2 separate regions of the Sus scrofa genome follow, and region 1 is linked to region 2. Evidence: chromatin contacts called from public Hi-C data. All regions are on one chromosome and are shown on one strand. Each heading gives the region's core, a stretch centred on a gene start, on an enhancer-like site or on the middle of the called end of the contact. The rest is flanking DNA. Distances are from core to core; before and after follow the strand shown. Region 1 overlaps HEG1 (protein HEG homolog 1). Region 2 has its middle 54 kb from the start of ZNF148.

Region 1 (3,327 bases), core at 430-2,929, 410 kb before region 2:
GCACAAGCTGCCCGCTGGAATGGAAAAACAAGACAGTGAAACAAAACAAAGCTTGCTCCACGTCAAACATTAAGATGCATGAACTTTCTATTTCAAGAGGCTGGGAGAACCGTTTCCACAAGAGCCGGTGTGCTCCTCTCGAGGCTGCTGCTGCACTGCCTGAGGCCACTCCTCCCCCCCTTCCCCAGGTCAGGCTCAGGCCTGTTACCAAAAGTTTCTGCAGCCTGCCATGGGACAGAAAGCAAACCCAGAAGAAATGGGGTGCTGTCCTCAGTTCCAGCATCCTCTGCAAACCTGGCCCTTGATGGGTGGTGCCCTCCATGCTCAAGGGCTGCAGGGGAGAATCAGCACACACCCAGAAAGCTGGACCACGCTCTGTTAGGAAGACCTGCTGGGGGGTGGCTCTCCCCACATCTGTCTGGCCTAAGGGGAAACAGCGCCTGCCACCGCACAGACATGCTTGAAGGGGAGGTGTGCAAGGTAACCTGGGCGGCAGAGTTTGCAGCCTCCCGACCTTACAGCCCGGGGGCTTGCTCGCCTCTAGGTCGTCAGCACCTTGCGGACACCGGTCCACACACGGGCTTGATACCTGAGCAATAAAGCTGCCTTTGGACGCCAGTCACCTGGCCCCCACCCAGACAGGCAGCAGAGGGGGTGCTCAATCTTTTGGGCTCTGTCTCCTTCACTTTAGAGCCTTAGTTGTTTTTTTTTTAATTAATTAACATGTTTTGAAATATAGTTGACTTACAATGTTGTGTGGATTTCTGCTATACAGCAAAGGGGCCCAGTTATACATCGATACATTCTTCTTCCTATTCTTTTCCATTACGGTTTATCAGCACTAAAAGGTACGGCCCTGCCTCCAAGAGCTGCAGGATCCTGAATACAGTTCCCTGTGTTATACAGGAGGACACTGCTGTTGACTCGTTCTATACACTAGTTCGCATTTGCTAATCCCAAACATCCAATCGTTCCAGGCCTCAGTACTTAACAGCCACCTGGCTTTTTCCAGCTGTGGGCTTGTGGGCCATGCTCATTTCACAGATGACAAAGGACTCTTTCATTCTTATCAAAAAGTACTCATTGTCATGTGTGTGGCCCTCTCTGAGGTTGCGCACAGCAAACTCTTTCTGAGGTTATCCACAGCAGGCCCTCTCTGAGGTTGTGTACAGCAGGCCCTGAGTTTATATACAGAGGACCTTCTCAGAGTTTGTATACAGTGGACACAATGAGGGTGCCTTTTACCACCTAGAATAGGTCTGACAGAAAAACCACAAGTAATTGGAGTACACAGACAATAGAACAAATATATGAGACCAACTGGAGAGCAGACAGTAACTTCTTTACACTATGCAGAGGGCAGGGCAAGACTGATCTATGTTGTTGTTTTTGGATGAAGTTCAAGGATGGGGACAGAGCTGCAGGAGGACCACGTGTACCCTGGCCAGTGAAGTGTGGGCTCCCTTTTCCCCCCTTAGAAAAACACCAACCGATTCAGAAACCAGGTACCAGTTCTGAACATAGCAAAACTATACCCGCCACCCCTGCCCCAGGCAGGTTCTGGTGACAGGAGCAGACACCCCCCCCCACCAGGGGCCCCAGCATCCGCCTCCTTTTCTGTGTCTTGAAAGCCTGGGGCCCGTGGTGGCTTGGTCACAGGGAGGTTAGTTTAGGACACAACTTCAGCTCTCAGGGCTGAATTTCCTGTCTTTATCAGTGGATGCTGGCATGCTAAATCTGAACCCTATTTGTGTGTGTGATAGAATTTCCTTTGTTTATTGTGAAAGGTTTGTATTTAAGGGAGAAAAATGAAAAATGGAAAATCTCACCCAACAAACACTGTGAAGCTGGCACAGAGACGTATGAATGGCCACAATCTGTCATCTCAACTTTCTGAAGCCTCAATATAAAGAAATGCCTCCAGCACAAAAGGCGGCCCAGGCCGGCCCTAGTTTGTCCATCAGCCAGCCTGAGTTGCCTGGCCTGATTAGATATTTTCTGGAAGCCAATGTCACAACTGCCCTCTACCCTGGCCACGAGTCCCGCCTGCTGGCAGATTTTGCTCACCCTGCTGAAGTGGCCCTTCCCCACACAGAAACAGATTCAGGAGAAGCCAGGGAAAGCTGGCTCTGCCTCTGCGATGGAGGGGCAGCTATGCTAACAGGTCTTAAAGACCCTGTCATCAGTCCATCCCGGGAACCACACAGAGCACTGTCTCTGTTGAAGCCTGGCGATGCGACTATTCTGCATCCACGATTCCCATGGTCCTTCCCAGGGCACAACATCCGCCACACAGACAATGAGAATTCATGTACATCTAAGGCTGGGACACTCCCTGGGGGATTTCCAAGGACTCATGAAGCCTCTGGAGAGATGAGGGCTGCCCTTCTTTGAAAGGCGAGGAAGTAAATACTTTGTGAATTGAAGGGAAAAAAAACCTCCCCTTTCCGTGGCAGCATCCAGGGTAGCCCAGTGCTTCTCACAGGTCGGGACATCCAGAAGTCAGACCCAGCAGCTCCTGCTCTCCAACCCACCCTCCACCGCTCAGAGGGGTGAGCGAGAGACCAAGCAGGGTGTGTTGGCAAAACTGGGAGAAGCCCTGGGAGGGAAAACGGAGAAGTGAGGCTGTTTTGAGCTAAGACGCTTGGTCATCTTCATTCTCAGGGGCTCCCAAAGGAGAGGCAGAGAACGGAGACCAGCACATGTGGGAGCGGGAGGCATATGGGAAATTTCTGTGCCTTCCTCTTAATTTTGGTATGACCCTCACACCGCCCTAAAACAAACAAACAAACAAAAAATCTTTAAAAAAAAAAAAAAAAAAAGAATGGGACCTCGGCAAGGCAGGGTCTTACAAATCCAAACAGCTGGCACTTCATTTGCAAGAACCAAAATGCATTTACAAGGGAAAAAAGTAACCTGATCTACAACGCTGACCATATGGGATGCACTCCATCTGTGGTCAGTGAATTGAAAGGTCCCCTTCCTACCTTCTGGGGAGGAAAAACTGGGACCCTTGAATCACTGGCAAGAGAGAGAAAGTAAAATCAAAGGGTTCCTGCCTCAAAGGTTAGACACTGTATGATGGGGCAGGAATTTTTAGCTAATTCCTCAATGAAGCTGAATGACCGCAACTTCAACTCTAGAAAATTTAACTCTTTTTTTCCCCCCTCTAATGAATAACTAGCCCTTATATGGGCAAACTAGCGCTTATCCCAGAGAGAAAGGTTGACTGCCTCACCCCCACCCCCACTCCCAGCTCTGCAATGCACAGCCCCCCGCCTCCAAGAGAGCTCTCGGGACCAGCTTTTACAAAGCCCTGGCAACTGG
Region 2 (3,086 bases), core at 362-2,861:
ATTTTCATCCAGGCTGGTAAAGCAAGACATCTGGTCATTTGAGAGAACTATGGTGCCAGAGTCTGCCTGGGCTGCTATAACATAATCCCACACACTGGGTGGCTGATAAGCAACAGAAATTTCTCACACTTCTGGAGGCTGGAAGCCCACAGTCGGGTGTCAGCAGGGTCAGGCTGTGGTGAGAGTTCTTTCGGGTTGCTGACAGCTGCCATCCTGCTGGGCCCTCATGTGGGGAAGGGGTGCGAGCCCTCTGTGGGGCCTCTTTTAAAAGAGCCCTAATTCCATTCTTGAGGGCTCTAATTTCAGGACCAAAGATCTCACCTCCTAATACCATCGCATTGGGCAGTAGGACTTCAACATATGAATTTGGGGGGAAAGGAATACTCAGACCACAGAGTAGCCAGGTCACTGTGGGCACATCAGCAGTAATGTTCCAAGATCCCATGAGCCATTCTCATCCCTTAAGAGAGCAAGAGCCAACTGTACGGAGCACTTAGTGGCAAGCATTTGACATGCATTATTGCATCTGTACATTTCTGCACAGTAGGTGCTATATTTATGTCCTCTTTGCATGGAGGAAAGCAAGATTCATCACATTCAAGTAACTCAACCCAAACCGCAGAACTATAGCGGATGGAGCTTAGCACTCCACTCCTGGCTGCTTCTCCAGCCCCACCCAGAGGTTCCTAACTCCCAGGAACCTGTCTCTGGCCATGCAGACACCTTTCCCCCACACTTGAGGGGGGTTCTGGGAAGCAGTCAGATTGCAGCTAGGACACTGCTGGGGGTGGCTTGGAGTTTGACCCTGGACCATTTAGACCAAACCCACATGTGGCAGAATGTTAAAAAAAAAAAAAATCCTTTTTCTGTTCTATTTCTGTTAAAGGATAAACGCAGTTAGACAATACTAGCTGCTTTGAAAGAGACACTGCTGGGCAAGAGAGGAAAAGCAGCAGCAAGCAGTGCCTCGTGCTTGTTCAGGAATTCTAAAAAGAAAGAATAACCCCCTCACTTTTTTTTTTTTTTTCTTTTTGCCTTTTCTAGGGCCGCTCCCGCGGCATATGGGAGGGTCCCAGGCTAGGGATCACATCGGAGCTGTAGCCACCGGCCTACACCAGAGCCACAGCAACGCGGGATCCGAGCCAGATCTGCAACCTACACCACAGCTTATGGCAACGCTGGATCCTTAACCCACTGAGCAAGGCCAGGGATCAAACCTGCAACCTCATGGTTCCTAGTCGGATTCGTTAACCACTGAGCCACAACAGGAACTCCCCTTACCTTTTTTTTTTTAAAGGGGGGCAGAAAAACCTCAAACCATGACTGGGAGATTGAAGGAATGAGAGGGGTTTGTGGACTCGTAGATCAGAAAGAGGTGCGTCCTTCCTCACAAGATGGGTGGGTGGGGGTGGTGCTTCTGCTGAGCCCTCCCTAAACCCCTTGCCCCAGATCCTGATGGGCTCTCCTGGTGAGGATGGTCCCACAGCCTCGATGCTGTTAGGGGTCGGGGTGCAGGGGCTAGAGGCAGCAAGGGGTGGGTGGAGCGTCAGGGAGAACCAAGGGCTGGTGAGTCAGGAACGGAGTTTTCCCCCTGAGAACTAGACTGATGAAATCTAGGCTAGAAAGGTCCACGTTCAAAGGTCTGTTTGCTTTATTGTCTTTTTACCCCGAGGAATGTGCCTGTTGAGTTAATGTTTATTTTATTGAATAGTCTAGTTTTAGGCATGTCAATAAGAAGCTACTTTATGGGAAGAAAATGTCATTTGAGGCTGATTTCCCATCTCCAGTCAGAGGTCCTTCCTGGGCCCATTGGCTCCACTGCCACCTGGTGGTGGATGCCTCCAGAGCAGGACTGGCCATTTGGGGAGCTGGCCATTTGGGGGGCTGGGCCATTTGGCTATTTGGGGGGCCTGCCAGAAGCAAGACCAGAGTTAGAATCCTGGCTCTGCTCACTTGGAGCAGGGTGACCAGTTAGATAGAGCTCCCCTCTCTGAATTGCAGTGTCCACATCTTAAAGTGGAGACTGTGATGCAAACATGGGGCGGGGGGGGGGGGGGAGGTTGTGACCATCCAGTGAATTAACATGCTCCCCGGTGCATAGTAAATGTTTAATAAACTATTAGTCTTACTGGGAAAGAACTCGATATCCCCGTGGGGTTCTGTTTTCCCGATTTCCATCCTGATTTTCATGCATCCTCGATGAAACTACAGAAGACATGGCCCCCACATTGGTGGCTGTCACTGCCAAAATCAGAGGCCAAGAGATATTGTCAGGTTGGTGGAATTTAACAGGAATAATGTAAGTTTTAAACTACACATATCATCCAAGTGCACAAATACGGGGCAGGGGCGGGAAGTGCCTGGTTGACAAAGAAAGACCAAGCCAAAAACCCCGAGGGATTTTAAGAACGCATAGCTTGACCAGAGCCAACTGGGTGATGCCACACTGAAAATTCTCACTTGATCAACAGCCAGGAAGGAGCAACAGATATGACAAGCCTTTAAAATGTTCATACACCCTGGTCTTGTGATTCCACTACTAGAACTCTACCTAGAGGAAATAATCAGTTAGTTGTACACAAAGATGGTCACTATAGTGTGATTTATAAAAGTGGAAAATTGGAAACAATAAATGTCCAATAATACAGGACTAATTAAACTGTGGTTTAGCCATGGGCAGTCCTTAAATATCTAAGGGGACAAAAAACTCACATACGAGATAGACATATTAAAAATCTCATATAACTTATGAAATAGGTTGGGGTGGAGGAGAACCAAGGTATAATTAGAAATATAGGGTCATAAAATACTAATAAAAAGTTTTGATGAAGATAAAAATGAAAAGCCTTCAGGGAGTGGGATGGATGGGGGGGAGGGGCTTGGGATTCGTAGACGGAAACTATTGCATTTGGAGTGGATAAGCAATGAGATCCTGCTGTGGAGCACAGGGAACTATATCTAGTCACTTATGATAGAGCATGATGGAGGATAAAGGGAGAAAAAGAATACATACATATATATATATATATATGCCTGGGTCACTTTGCTGTACAGAAGTTGACATAACATTATAAAACAACTATAAT

What was found. A called contact is a pair of places that touch in the nucleus more often than the background predicts.
Region 1: a contact with region 2 is called in a Hi-C map of liver, with 2.1 times the contacts expected there. The contact joins two enhancer-like sites. A contact is called at or near these places in 1 of 5 promoter capture datasets (liver), 23 of 47 Hi-C or Micro-C datasets (adipocytes, alveolar macrophages, brain and 14 more) and 2 of 2 datasets of contacts at active chromatin or transcription factors (alveolar macrophages and skeletal muscle).

What each region holds. Positions count from the first base shown.
Region 1 is chr13:135,326,438-135,329,764 of Sscrofa11.1, reverse strand. It overlaps HEG1 (protein HEG homolog 1), which reads right to left. Exons shown (of 17, transcript XM_021070219.1): 12 at 1-14. Among named protein-coding and RNA genes, the nearest start is that of HEG1, 60 kb to the right of the region's middle. Within about 2 kb of position 1,679, at least 12 of the 83 cell types and tissues checked have an H3K27ac peak or open chromatin away from gene starts, as enhancers often do. A contact at or near this core is called in liver, where this site is marked.
Region 2 is chr13:134,914,261-134,917,346 of Sscrofa11.1, reverse strand. No RefSeq gene overlaps it. Among named protein-coding and RNA genes, the nearest start is that of ZNF148, 54 kb to the left of the region's middle. Within about 2 kb of position 1,611, at least 5 of the 83 cell types and tissues checked have an H3K27ac peak or open chromatin away from gene starts, as enhancers often do. A contact at or near this core is called in liver, where this site is marked.